Regions from separate parts of the Oncorhynchus kisutch genome. Here region 1 is linked to region 2. Evidence: chromatin contacts called from public Hi-C data. All regions are on one chromosome and are shown on one strand. The core of a region is the stretch at or near the end of the contact, and the rest is flanking DNA. Distances in the headings are between cores, read along the strand shown.

What was found. Hi-C and Micro-C count contacts between places; a contact is called where the count stands out from the background.
Region 1: a contact with region 2 is called in a Hi-C map of muscle, with 9 times the contacts expected there. The contact joins the promoter of traf5 here to the promoter of LOC109875518 in region 2. A contact is called at or near these places in 2 of 2 Hi-C or Micro-C datasets (liver and muscle).

Annotation. Positions count from the first base shown.
Region 1 is chrLG20:37,585,469-37,591,858 of Okis_V2, reverse strand. It overlaps traf5 (Tnf receptor-associated factor 5), which reads left to right and starts at 4,198. Exons shown (of 11, transcript XM_031798891.1): 1 at 4,198-4,351. The coding sequence starts at 4,284. It overlaps LOC109875523 (REST corepressor 3), which reads left to right. Exons shown (of 12, transcript XM_020467852.2): 12 at 1,323-3,798. The coding sequence ends at 1,685.
Region 2 is chrLG20:37,454,872-37,461,547 of Okis_V2, reverse strand. It overlaps LOC109875518 (serine/threonine-protein kinase MARK1), which reads right to left and starts at 4,800. Exons shown (of 18, transcript XM_031798890.1): 1 at 4,188-4,800. The coding sequence starts at 4,238.

The DNA.
Region 1 (6,390 bases), core at 2,949-5,448, 130 kb before region 2:
CCTTGAGTCATTGGGTATGACGCTACAAGCTTGGCACCCGTGTTTGGAGAGTTTCTCCCATTGTTCTCTGGAAATCCTCTCAAGCTCTGTCAGGTTGGATGGGGAGCGTCGCAACACAGCTATTTTCATGTCTCTCCAGAGATGCTTGATCAGGTTCAAGTCCGGGCTCTAGCTGGGCCACTCAAGGGCATTCAGAGACATGTCCCAAAGCCACTACTGTGTTGTCTTGGCTGTGTGCTTAGGGTCATTGTCTTGTTGGACTGAGGTCCTGAGCACTCTGGAGAAGGATCACGCTGTACTTTGCTCCGTTCATCTTTCCCTCGATTCTGACTAGTCTCCCAGTCCCTTCTGCTGAAAAACATCCCCACAGCATGATGCTGCCCCCACTATGCCTCACCGTAGGGATGGTGCCAGGTTTCCTCCATAAGTGACGCTTGGCATTCAGGCCAAAGAGTTCAAGCTTGGTTTCATCAGACCAGATCATCTTGTTTGTAATGGTCAGAGTCTTTAGGTGCCTTTTGGCAAACTCCAAGGGGGCTGTCATGTGCCTTTTAAGGAGTAGCTTCTGTCTGGCCACTCTACCATAAAGGCGTGATTGGTGGAGGACTGCAGAGATGGTTGTCCTTCTGTAAGGTTCTCCCATCTCCACAGAGGAACTCTGGAGCTCTGTCAGAGTGACCATCGGGTTCTTGGTCACCTCCCTGACCAAGGCCCTTCTCCCATGATTGTTCAGTTTGGCCGGGTGGCCAGCTCTAGGAAGAGTCTTGGTAGTTCCAAACGTCCTTCATTTAAGAATGGAGGCCACTGTTTTCTTGGGGACGTTCAATGCCTAGACCACAATCCTGTCTCAGAGCTCTACGGACAATTATTTCGACTTCATGGCTTGGTTTTTCCTCTGACATGCACTGTCAACTGTGGGACCTTATATAGACAGGTGTGTGTGTGGACATGATTTGGAATGGCACAATCAATTGAATTTACCACACAGGTGGACTCAATCAAGTTGTAAAAACATCAAGGATGATCAATGGAAACAGGATGCACCTGAGCTCAATTTCGATTCTCATAGCAAAGGGTCTGAATAATATGTAAATCAAGGTATTTATGTTAATAGATTTGCAAAAAATTCTAAAGACCTGTTTTTGCTTTGTCATTATAGGTATTGTGTGTCGATGGGAGAATAAAAAATGTTAAAAAAAATCTGTAATGTAAGGCTGTAATGTAAAAGGGTTCGCAATACTTTTCCGAATGCACTGTATGCTGTAATGTATTGCCCATCTGTGTTTTGGTCTGAAATCCCAACTCACGCCTCTCTCTTCCAGGGCCAGGTGACCCTCTCGTCAGGCCCTTCTCCCGCTGCTACTTCCTCTGCAACTTTCCAGACCCTGGTGATGTCGTCGGCAACCTCGCTCAACCAGCCACCCCCGCTCCTACGGCCCTCCCTGCCGGCCACCCCAGCCCTCCACAGGCAGCCGCCCCCTCTCCAGCAGCAGGCCCGCTTCCTCCAACCCCGGCCCGTGCTCAACCAGCCCCCCCCACTCATCCGGCCCTCCAACCACCAGCCCCCACGCCTCAATCCCCGGCCTCTTGTCCCCACCTCCACAGGGTGCCCAGGCTCCAGCCAGCCGCCCCCCACCCTAGTGGGTATCCCATCGGAGACGCCGTCCTCCTCCACGCTGCACTGAGTGTGTGCAATGGCGAAGGAAGAAAACTGAAAAGTCGTGGTCGTTTTTTTTAACTTGGTCGTTTGTTTGCTGTTGTTTTCCTGAAGGTCGTCAATCGTTGGTTGTTATGAGGAAATGATGTATATTAATGAGAAAAGTAAAACCGTTGAAGTTTTTAAAGTATATGTATATTAGGTTAGGTCTTAGTTTTTTTATTTATTTGAAATCACTTTTTTTTTATTCACTCATCTTTAACAGACTTGCTTAGATGTTATGTGTTGGTGATGTTAAAGATTTACTAGAAGCATTGGTTCTTTTTGAAAGTGTTCTTGGCTTCTGGTTAATGTATATTTTACAAACTGGCAAAATTTGCAAGTAGTATATAAACAAAAAGGTATATTGAAGACACTATGATGGACAATACACACAACTAGTGAAAAGGTGGCGTTGCCATGTTTCTGTTGGATTCTTTGATTTGCCGTAATGCATATTTGTTCTTTGAGCGAATATAGACTTATCTTTTATATAAGCATTATGTATTTTTCTACTCGGTGCTATGGACTCTAGACTGATTTTTACCTATGTCCAGTATTAATAATAACCATTGTGTAAGTGCTCTTACACGTCTAGGACAACTGTATTTACGTGATTGAATTGATCTAAACTGGAAGAAACCGATTGAAAAAAAATGATGAACCGCTTAATAAAATGAACTTGTTTAATGTAATATTAAGCTACGAGGGTGTCACTGTCAGTCAATTGATTGTTGTAGTCAGTGAGCCACATTTTCAGGAATTTGTTTAAATGATTTTCATTTAAGATATATTGAAAGAACAAAATGTTTGACTTCTGTACAGTTGTGTAATGTTTGCATAATTTTAAACCATGATGATATAACTAAAACAAAATCCAAAAGCGTGTTTTTAACGGTCGCCTATCAGTTATTCCCAGTGTAAGATGTGGCATAGTCCCTAACATATCCATTTAAATATTTCTAACATTTTGTTTTATGTTGTCTGTCCAGCTATGATCAATAGTTTCTTACCAAGTTTTGGGAATGAATGAGTGCCACTTCATGTTCGGGGTTGAAAGATTCCGTAAAATGTTATATGTTCTCCAGAAATCCTGGTTGTAAGATTTCTGGAACGTTTCTCAAATTCTGCCTAATCACTGTTAAGGAATGGAGGAGGAAATAGGCTAATTCACTACTGTACATGGTGACCAGCTTTAACATGTTGAAATGCGAACTTAAATGACCTTTGAACCACTAATACACTGAGTCATTAATCCTTTCCTGTGGAAATAATGTGGCCAGAAGTAAGTATAATCATGGACATTGAGGACTTGCATTTTGCCTTAAAAATACATGACATTGTGTTTACTATGCTATTCGCTTGCCATTATTTCGGTCTCTCGTTGCACTTGCATTTCAATCAAGTGTCTTTCAAACATTTTTCAATTCCTAGTCTATTATAGTACATTTATTTGGTTTGCCCTATGTTGTCATAGTAAATCATTACATTTCCCTGCCTGCTTAAATTGAAATGAATATTGCCCCCAAAATATAGCATACTGGTGCAATCCCAAATATAAATAGCACTTACATTTTTTTTTTTACATTTGGAATTGTTGCATAGTTTACCTTTAATTGATTTGTCTACTTTAGCCTAAATCATTTTATCAGCATCCAGCGTTGTTTCTGATGTTTGATATGCCTAATTGACAATTGAATGGTTTCCTAAAATCATCATGCCTCAATGTAACTGCTGTGGAATAATTCTAAACCAATGCAATTAAATAGCATAGGCTTATGTAAATAATATCGGCACACTGGGCAGACATCAGTTGGTCTAGTTTTGGTTACCATGCCATTGGATTTAGGTTAAGGTTAAGGTTAAAATGTAGGTTAAAAAAATATGCCCTTACGTTGACTTTTTGCAAATACAGTCAGTTTCACGTTGATTCATCAGTTTTATATTGGTTCAAATTACGTGGAAACAACGTTGATTCAACCAGTTTTGCCATGCATGTAAAAACATCAGCTGTGCTTCTTGGTGGCCTTGACTTACGAGGCCTAGGGCCTACATGATTCTGTTGTAATGTATTTGTTATATTAAAAAGCAGTATCATTGTGCTCAACATTTCTAAATGTATGCATGTTATTTTAGACCACTTATTACATTTCTATATGCTCAAACCTGTAATATAGCAGTATTATAAGCACCACTCTGACGTTTGGGTTTGATCGAACTACTAGCTCCGTGAACTGTAGCCTATAGTTAAATTATCACAATCTATTTGAAAATAACTTGAAACTTCCCAATTTTTCAACTCTCAATTTCCAGCAAATACAATTTTAAACCTGTGGATGCATAAAAAAGGGACAATTTCTTCAGCACCCTACCTCGATACGATTCAGGGAGGCTATGCAAGGTGCCAACCATACATTTTATTTGACAGCGTTTCAGGATACGATCATTCAAAGGGTGTGAACCGTGAACACAGTGCCGTTACATTCACTTCCTGAAACATTTTCCGCTCATATACAATTTGCGGCACGCCGAGTTGTGACGTATAGCCTGGGCTACACACTCGGTACTGTGCAGACGTTTTTGCCATATGAATGTGGATGTAAATTACAAAAGTAAACCAAGAACATCGTCGCACATTCCGTTTTTAAAGACACGGTAAGAACGCACACGGTCAGATCTGCCTGTTCAGATCTTCAATGCAACGGTTGTTAATTATGTAGGCTATGAAAACGAAAGCAAAATCATTTCAGTGTTCCTTTTTGACTAAACAATATAAACACAGAACTCCCTTGGATGATAATAATCATGATGTTTTCATCTATTGGAATCATAATTAATTATGCTGTTCTTCAGCAGTGGGGATTCCCCGAAATTGTAGTGCTGCAAAGAGCGCATAATTCCGTCGCGGCTTTTTGTCTTTCTCAATATAACGTCAATGAATACCCTCGAACTGTTAATGTAATAATACAACATAAGCCATGTTTTGCTTAATTGTCCATTGTCTCATTAAGGATTTGCCGCGCACCATTACCGCGGGCTGCGAGGGGGTTACCCCAAAGACAGAATCGCTGATTCCACCAGCACTAAGCCACTAGGCTAAGGGGATTTCTGAAAGGGAGATTCTGATGAGACAATCCACGGTCCTTCATGGGTGCCGATTGAGAATCATAGGAATATTTGCTTGATTTAACATTAAACATGTTAGAAGATGGAAAATTTACCACGCACTAATGCCTTTCTGAACATCCCGACAAGCAGGGCTGTAGCTAGGGTCTGAGTTTTAGTGATGTCTGGAAGCACCCCCGCCACCATTTCAATAGATGGTAAGACAGTTGAAGCTCATTAACTGCATTTCTATACAATTTAAAAACACTCAATTGCTATTTGGAGAACCTCAAAAATAGCAAAAATGACCCCAGCCATTATAACATTGGTTGCTGTAGCTTCATTCACCTCGATCTACAAACATATACAGCTGAAGTCGGGAAGTTCACATACACTTTGGTTGGAGTCATTAAGACTAATTTTTCAACCACTCCACAAATTTCTTGTTAACAAACTATAGTTCTGGCAAGTCGGTTAGGACATCTAATTTGTGCATGACCCAAGTAATATTTCCAACAATTGTTTATAGACAGATTATTTCGCTTATAATTCACTGTATCACAATTCCAGTGGGTCGTTTACCTTCACTAAATTGACTGAGCCTTTAAACAGCTTTGAAAATTCCAGAAAATTATGTCTTGGCTTTAGAAGCTTCTCATCCTTGGGAGCAATTTCCAAACGCCTGAAGGTACCACATTCATCTGTACAAACAATAGTACGCAAGTATAAACAACATGGGACCATGCAGCCGTCATACCATTCAAGGAAGGAGACAAGTTCTGTCTCCTAGAGATGAACCTACTGTGGTGCGAAAAGTTTAAATCAATCCCAAAACAACACGCAAAGGACCTTGTGAAGATGCTAGAGGAAACAGGTACAAAAGTATCTATATCCACAGTAAAACGAGTCCTTTATCGACATAACCTGAACGGCCGCTCAGCAAGGAAGACTCCACTGCTCCAAAGCCACCATAAAAAAGCCAGACTACTGTTTGTAACTGCACATGAGGACAAAGATAGTACTTTTTGGAGAAATGTCCTCTGGTCTGATGAAACAAAAATAGAACTGTTTGGCCATAATAACCATCATTATGTTTGGAGGAAAAAGCGCGAGGCTTGAAAGCCAAAGAACACCATCCCAAACCTGAAGCAGAGGGGTGGCAGTATTATGTTGTGGGGGTGCTTTGCTGCAGGAGGGACTGGTGCACTTCACAAAATAGATGGCATCATGGGGTAGGAAAAGTATGTGGATAATTGAAGCAACATCTCAAGACATCAGTCAGAAAGTTAAAGCTTGGTCGCAAATGGGTCTTCCAACTGGATGTCCATTTGCATACAATGACCCCAAGCATACTTCCAAAGTTGTGGCAAAATGGCTTAAGGACAACAAAGTCAAGGTTTTGGAGTGGCCATCACAAAGCCCTGACCTCAATCCTATAGAATATTTGTGGGCAGAACTGAAAAAGCATGTGCGAGCAAGGAGGACTCAGTTACACCAGCCCTGTCAGGAGGAAGGGGTCAAATTCACCCAACTTATTGTGGGCAGCTTGTGGAATGCTACACGAAACATTTGACCCAAGTTAAACCATT
Region 2 (6,676 bases), core at 3,551-6,050:
AGTAGCCTACAGCATAATGTGTTTAAGACATTTCTAACAATTTCTGCTAGTTAGTTTTTGCTACCATGTGGGTTTTAGCTGGCTTGAGCCTCCTAACTGAGGAGTGTTGATTCACCTGTTTCCATACAAGTTTCATTTTAAAACATGTATCTTACAAAGGAGTAGTTTAATCTAACTGCTTAACTATTTATCTGTACATGGAATTGTTTTTTTACTATTTTTTTTCAAATCATTACAGGGAAATGCCACGGGCACTATCTGATGTGGAGACATTTCACTGCAGCTAATTAAAAGGAAAAACGGTGTACATTTGTAAATACTGTGCCAAATCATATGTGAAGAATGCAACAAATATGCAGAATCATCTGGCCAAGTGCATAAAGTTCACTCAGCGCTCACAACAAGCAACCTCTGACAAAAGTCCCTCGACTTCTATTCGAGGTGAAAATTATGAGTCAGACACCTTATCGATAGCAACAGCTCCTGGAATCATACGTTTTTTTGACTCAATGGAGAAACATAGTCAGAGAAATGCTGATGAATGTCTTGCTCAAGCTGTGTATGCAACTGGATGACTGATGCTCACAGGCAATGTGTATTGAAGTGATTTCATGTTTTCATAACAATCAGTCATCTGCATTTTTTGGATGTCGATTATGGCCGATTACATTCCACGAGGAAACTGCGTGGCAGGCTGACCACCTGTTACGCGAGTGCAGCAAGGAGCCAAGGTAAGAGTTGCAGGCTAGCATTAAACTTATCTTATGAAAAACAATCAAGCTTCACATAATCACTAGTTAACTACACATGGTTGATGACATTACTAGGTTAACTAGCTTGTCCTGTGTTGCACATAATCAATGCATTGCCTGTTAATTTAGTTTAAATAATGCAAAAACACAAGTGTTGGAGAAGAAAGTAAACGTGCAATATGTGCCATGTAAAAATGCTAACGTTTAAGTTCCTTGCTCTGAACATGAGAACATATGAAAGCTGGTGTTTCCTTTTAACATGAGTCTTCAATATTCCCAGGTAAGAAGTTTTAGGTTGTAGTTATTATAGGAATTATAGGACTATTTCCCACTATACCATTTGTCTTTCATTAACCTTTGATTATTGGATGTTCTTATAGGCACTTTAGTATTGCCAGTGTAACAGTATAGCTTCCGTCCCTCTCCTCGCTCCTCCCTGGGCTCAAACCAGCAACGTAACGACAATTAACGACACTTCGGTTACACAAGGCTCATCTCGGGAGTTGATAGGCTTGAAGTCATAAACAGTGCCAAAACGCACGAAAGTTGTTTACGCGCCTGCTTCTGCCTACCACCGCTCAGTCAGATACTTAGATACTTGTATGCTCAGTCAGATTATATGCAACGCAGGACACGGTAGATAATATCTAGTAATATCAACCATGTGTAGTTAACTAGTGATTATGATTGATTGTTTTTTATAAAATAAGTTTAATGTTAGCTAGCAACTTACCTTGGCTTACTGCATTTGTGTAACAGGCAGTCAGTCTCCTTGTGGAGTGCAACGAGAGAGAGAGGCAGGTTGTTATTGCATTGGACTAGTTAACTGTAAGGTTGCAAGATTGGTTCCCTGACAAGGTGAAAATCTGTCATTCTGCACCTGAAAAAGGCAGTTAAGCCACTGTTCCTCGGCCGTCATTGAAAATAAGAATGTGTCCTTAACTGACTTGCCTAGTTAAATAAAGATTAAATAAAGGTGTGTAAAAAAATAAATAAATCGGGACCCAAAAATACCGATTGCCGATTGTTATGAAAACTTGAAATCGGCCATACCGATTAATCGGTCGACCTCTAATTCAGATGAATAGAAGTTGAGTACGCGAAGCTGCGTTGGTTGGGAATTTGAGAGGTGTGCATTCGGGCTTGGCATTCCCCTGCAGACAGTCTCAGAGGCACGTAGCCATGTCACAATGGGATGCCAGACTATCATGTCTCTGCATCGGTAGACTCTGAATTACACTTTACACGTGGTGCCAACAGTCATTCATAAACATGCAATCGCAAACCCTTTTCTCGGTGACAGTTCAAAAACTTGACTGGCTTCATTATTAAAGACCAACTGAAAGCATTTTAGCAACATAAAATCTTGTTAAAAATCTGCTCATATACACCCCCAGGAATAATGACACTTTTCTAAATTGTCTGACAAACAAGCACTTAGTCATTTTCACATTTTCATAGAATGTTTGGGAATGACGTATGGGAAAGGCATGAGGAATTTCTATAGAAATATAGAGTAGGAATCAAAGCAGCAGTGCTTTTGGACAATTAATAAACACTGCAGTAATTAAAACCTAATAAAAAAAAAGCATCTGTCTTGTCCAAGACTGTAGTTTACATAGACCGGTGCACCATAGCCAATCATAGCTACACTAAGCCTGTATGCAAACAAGCCATTTGCCACATGGCCCTGCCATCATTCACTTTTAACCAGACTGTGTTTACAGGCAGTAGCAACAGCGCAACTTTAGATCATTACAAAGCAGTCGCCAAAAGCCACAAAATGCACCTGAATGGATTTATGAAAATATATAAATACAACGGGAGTCCTCTTACATTTGGGAACTTTACAGTCCTATTGATGAAACAACCATGAAAAAGGTAGGCTCGCTCTCCCTCAGTTTCCTATCAACAACAAGATAAACAACTAATGTTAGCCAGAGAGAGATGAGCTAAAATCTAAAGAGGGAACAGTAGATAAGCCCTCAAACTTTTCAGCTTTTAGTTGGCCGTCAAAATTGCACTGATAAATGATAGTTAATAGTAACCTGCACGCACTTCTGCAGCTTTCCTGACCTAGCGGTTAAGAGAGATGGGCCAGTTACTGAAAGGTTGCTGGTTCGAATCCCCGAGACGACTAGGTGAAAAATCTGTCACTTTAATGCATATGTTTAAATTATATTATGTGAGCTAAACTTCTAAATAAAAAATACTAATCTAAAAACAACATTTCTTAAAGTAATTTTTTGAGATGATTAATTCTACTGTCCACATCAGAAACGTTAAATATATGTACTTTTGCCTTTAAAAACATTTAATTGAAATAATGTAGAATTCCATTCATTCCTGTGGAGGACTGCGCCTTCCGGGGAGTGTCAATATGGCCGACCCGTGGCCAATACATAGGATCTGCAATCCAGGGCTTATATACATCATTGGTCACAACCTACGTTTTGACATCTGAATTTTCAAACTCAAAGGCAGCTTTGTGGATGCAGACTGACCATCCATGAGATAAATAATAGTTCCATGTTTTGAGTGTTTAACAATGACATTGTTACAAACAGGAGTAAAAGCTTATATTTGGGGGTAAGACAGTTGAAATAAACTCATGGGGCATTTATGAGTTATATTCTTAAAGAATGAATGGGTATTTAGTCTATCATTAAATTACAAGTCAAAAAATGGATGTAACTACTAGGCCCTACCTGTAACAACTACCTGAAAGCCATGTTAATTGTCTTAATCAGAGCAAAATGCGTCATTAACTACAGTACGACAGGGGGTAATCAGTCAAGGCACTTAGACCGCCTGCTGAACTAGATTTCTTCCCGCACGTAGGCCTACCATGATCTCTCAAGTTGAGTCACAGCTTTTGAACATGGTCTGGATCTAATGTTGCAGTAAGCTAACAATAGAAATTGTCCTATGCTATGGCACATTTTCAAAACGGGCCTCCTCCAGAAATTAAGATACGGTGTAACTTTGGCTGTAATAATCAGCGAGGACCGACAGACACAAGTTAACATTGTATCTGATTTGTGGGCAACGGTTTCCCAGTCATAGATAACCGAAAGCATCAGAACACATATTTTAGGACGCAGTCTTCCACGCAGACATGGCCAAATTCTAGCTACTACAAATATGAATGTTTACCTGTAGTCTTATAACCTACAATAGCACGAGTAAAAATTGATCTGATGAAACGATTTCAAATGCAATAATGTTTAAAAAATGACAATGGCAGAGGATGGGTAACGTTAGCTAAATACTCAGTGGGCTATGCGGCTAGCTTGCTGACCGAGAGGTTACACAGACCAGCCCAATTTTAGCGTTATTGTGATTCACAAGGTACCACCACACAAACTCAGCCAAAAATAATATCGTCCTTAGGAAAATATATGCCATAGGGAAGAAGGAACATTGGATACTTACATTCTCTGTATCACGCTCATTCACTGTGGGTAATGGCGTTCTGGTCGACATTTTGTGTGTACAGGCCGCTAAGCCCCGAGCTTGGCAGCCGCCGAGAACAGTGCGACGAGTAAAAATATGAATTTGACTTTTTTTTTTTTTTACACCACCGGCATTTCCTACCCGACCGTCCAAAGGGAGTATTCCACACTACAGCATATCTACCTCAAGGCCCTCTCGGAGCCAGCGCAGGTCTATCTATGCTGATAGATGCGCCCCCGGGTACGAGGCAAGCGGGTGTAGCGGGCCGAAAGAACGGATAGGAGTTTGTATGAAGGAAAGAATCCAGCATTCATCCACCCTGATATATAGGCTGACACACACTAGGAAAACGAACGCGAGATGGGGGAGTAGTAGTAAAAGCAACACCCTACACAGGAGCGAACTTCATTCTCCCCTCCCAAAAGGCTTGGGCGCAGGGTAGCATACGCGGGTACAACCCGTGTTCATGGAATATCTTTTATAGAACGCATGCAAGCAACAACATTATATTCCTTCGGAACGCTGTAAGACGAAAGAACATGACAGTAGCAACGCCAGGTGGCGAGAGAGGGATCGAGCAACCTAGATCAAAGAGAGGGGGGAGGAAGGAGAGGAGAGGGGAGGGTTTAATATGAATTGAAGAAAATGGTTATGAGGACGTATTTGTGGTAGCAGGAGGAGGTTCTTGATTGTTGACATATGCTGCCAAGGATATGCATGTGCGAACTGTTTGTTTGGAAAGCATCATCATGATCATTATTCTTGGGCGGTAAATCATCTCGAGATTTAAAGAATGACCTTCCTAAACATTCGAAGTACCGTATTTGTAAGCATACCATAATTTGTAAGCGAATTGGTCATTGATTCCTGGTTAAAATGCATCGACTTCGTATACATTCATTAAAAATACAAGGAAAGTATCACCTTGTTTAGCAATAACAGAACTAAAAAGCCATACCTAAGACTTTTGTCTATTATTTGCAATGTCAAAAACGAGTTAAATGTGCCAATGTTGCCATCTAGCGTTTATAATTCGGAATTGCATTGATTATGTTAATTTGCCTTTATGCTGTACCCTAAAACGCCTGAGATTGAATCAATATGCTAGCGTTAAATTATACAAGTGACGAGGTATCCCCTATTCCCTTTCCGCCAATGTCATCATCCTATGTTATGCTACATTTCTGGTACCCCGTGTACATAGGCAAGTTATCGTTACTAATTTTTTTCCCTCTGCATTTTGAAGGGCCTGTAAGTAAGCATTTCACTGTTAGTCTACTTTACATCTAGTTGTTTAGGAAGCATGTGACACGATTTGATTTCAGGTCCAATGTGTGATTTGCAAGGTAATGAAATGCACTTACAGTTGTGCTCAAATAGTGTGGCACCCTTGCACTTTACAATGGAGCAGAATGATTTCTCTTTTCAAAACTGGTTGAATGGCAATTGTTTACCCTGTAGGGTACGTCAGGCAGGGCTGGAGAGTAACGGATTTCATGGAATCCGTTCCATGTAAGGGATTACAAAAACGGTAACTGTAATCCGTTACCAGCATAAATATTGTAATCAATTGAAACTTTTGAAAAACAAGATGATTAATTTGAAGATTACGTTTAAATTCAGGAAAGGATGTTTGCGGGAAAAACATATTTGACAACACTGTTTTCTCGATGACATTCAAATCAGCATTGAAAAAGGCGCACATTTAAATCTGTTCCACCTGACCCAGTCTGACCACTATGATGACACACCAAATGTGTTTGATGGATCGCGGGAAAAGAGCACAAATAAACTTTCGTAGGCTACAGTACGAGCTATGTCTTACAATGGTGCGACTGCTGTCGGCATCCGAAGATTATCAAATGTAATAAACGCTTGGAGGAAAGGATGACAGCAGTGGTGTAGTCTACGGCGATACGGATATCACTTATTGATATCTACATAGCGTATTGATGTGAATCACACTGCTGCTCTCTCGTTTAGCTATTTGCGCCTTACGGATTTTGGTTGTTGTGGATGGCTATTCACAAATCTAAGTGTGTATTTGTACCCAATAATGATTGAATTCAAGAAGTTCAAGGTGACTATCAATCATTGTCTTTGAAACAAATGGACAGCCAGTGAAAATTGCGCTCTTGCAACAGCTGCATAGTGCGGATCCCAGCCTATGAGCAATAAAAGCCCCACTTTTATTATAATCTGCAGTGGGGCAAAAAAGTATTTAGTCAGCCACCAACTGTGCAAGTTCTCCCACTTAAAAAGATGAGAGGCCTGTAATTTCCATCATAGGTACACTTCAACTATGACAGATAAAATTAGAAGAAAAAAAAACGAATATCACATTGTACGATTTTTAATGAATTTATTTTCAAATTAAGGTGGAAAATAAGTATTTGGTCAATAACAAAAGTCTATCTCAATACTTTGTTATATACCCTTTGTTGGCAATGACAGAGGTCAAACGTTTT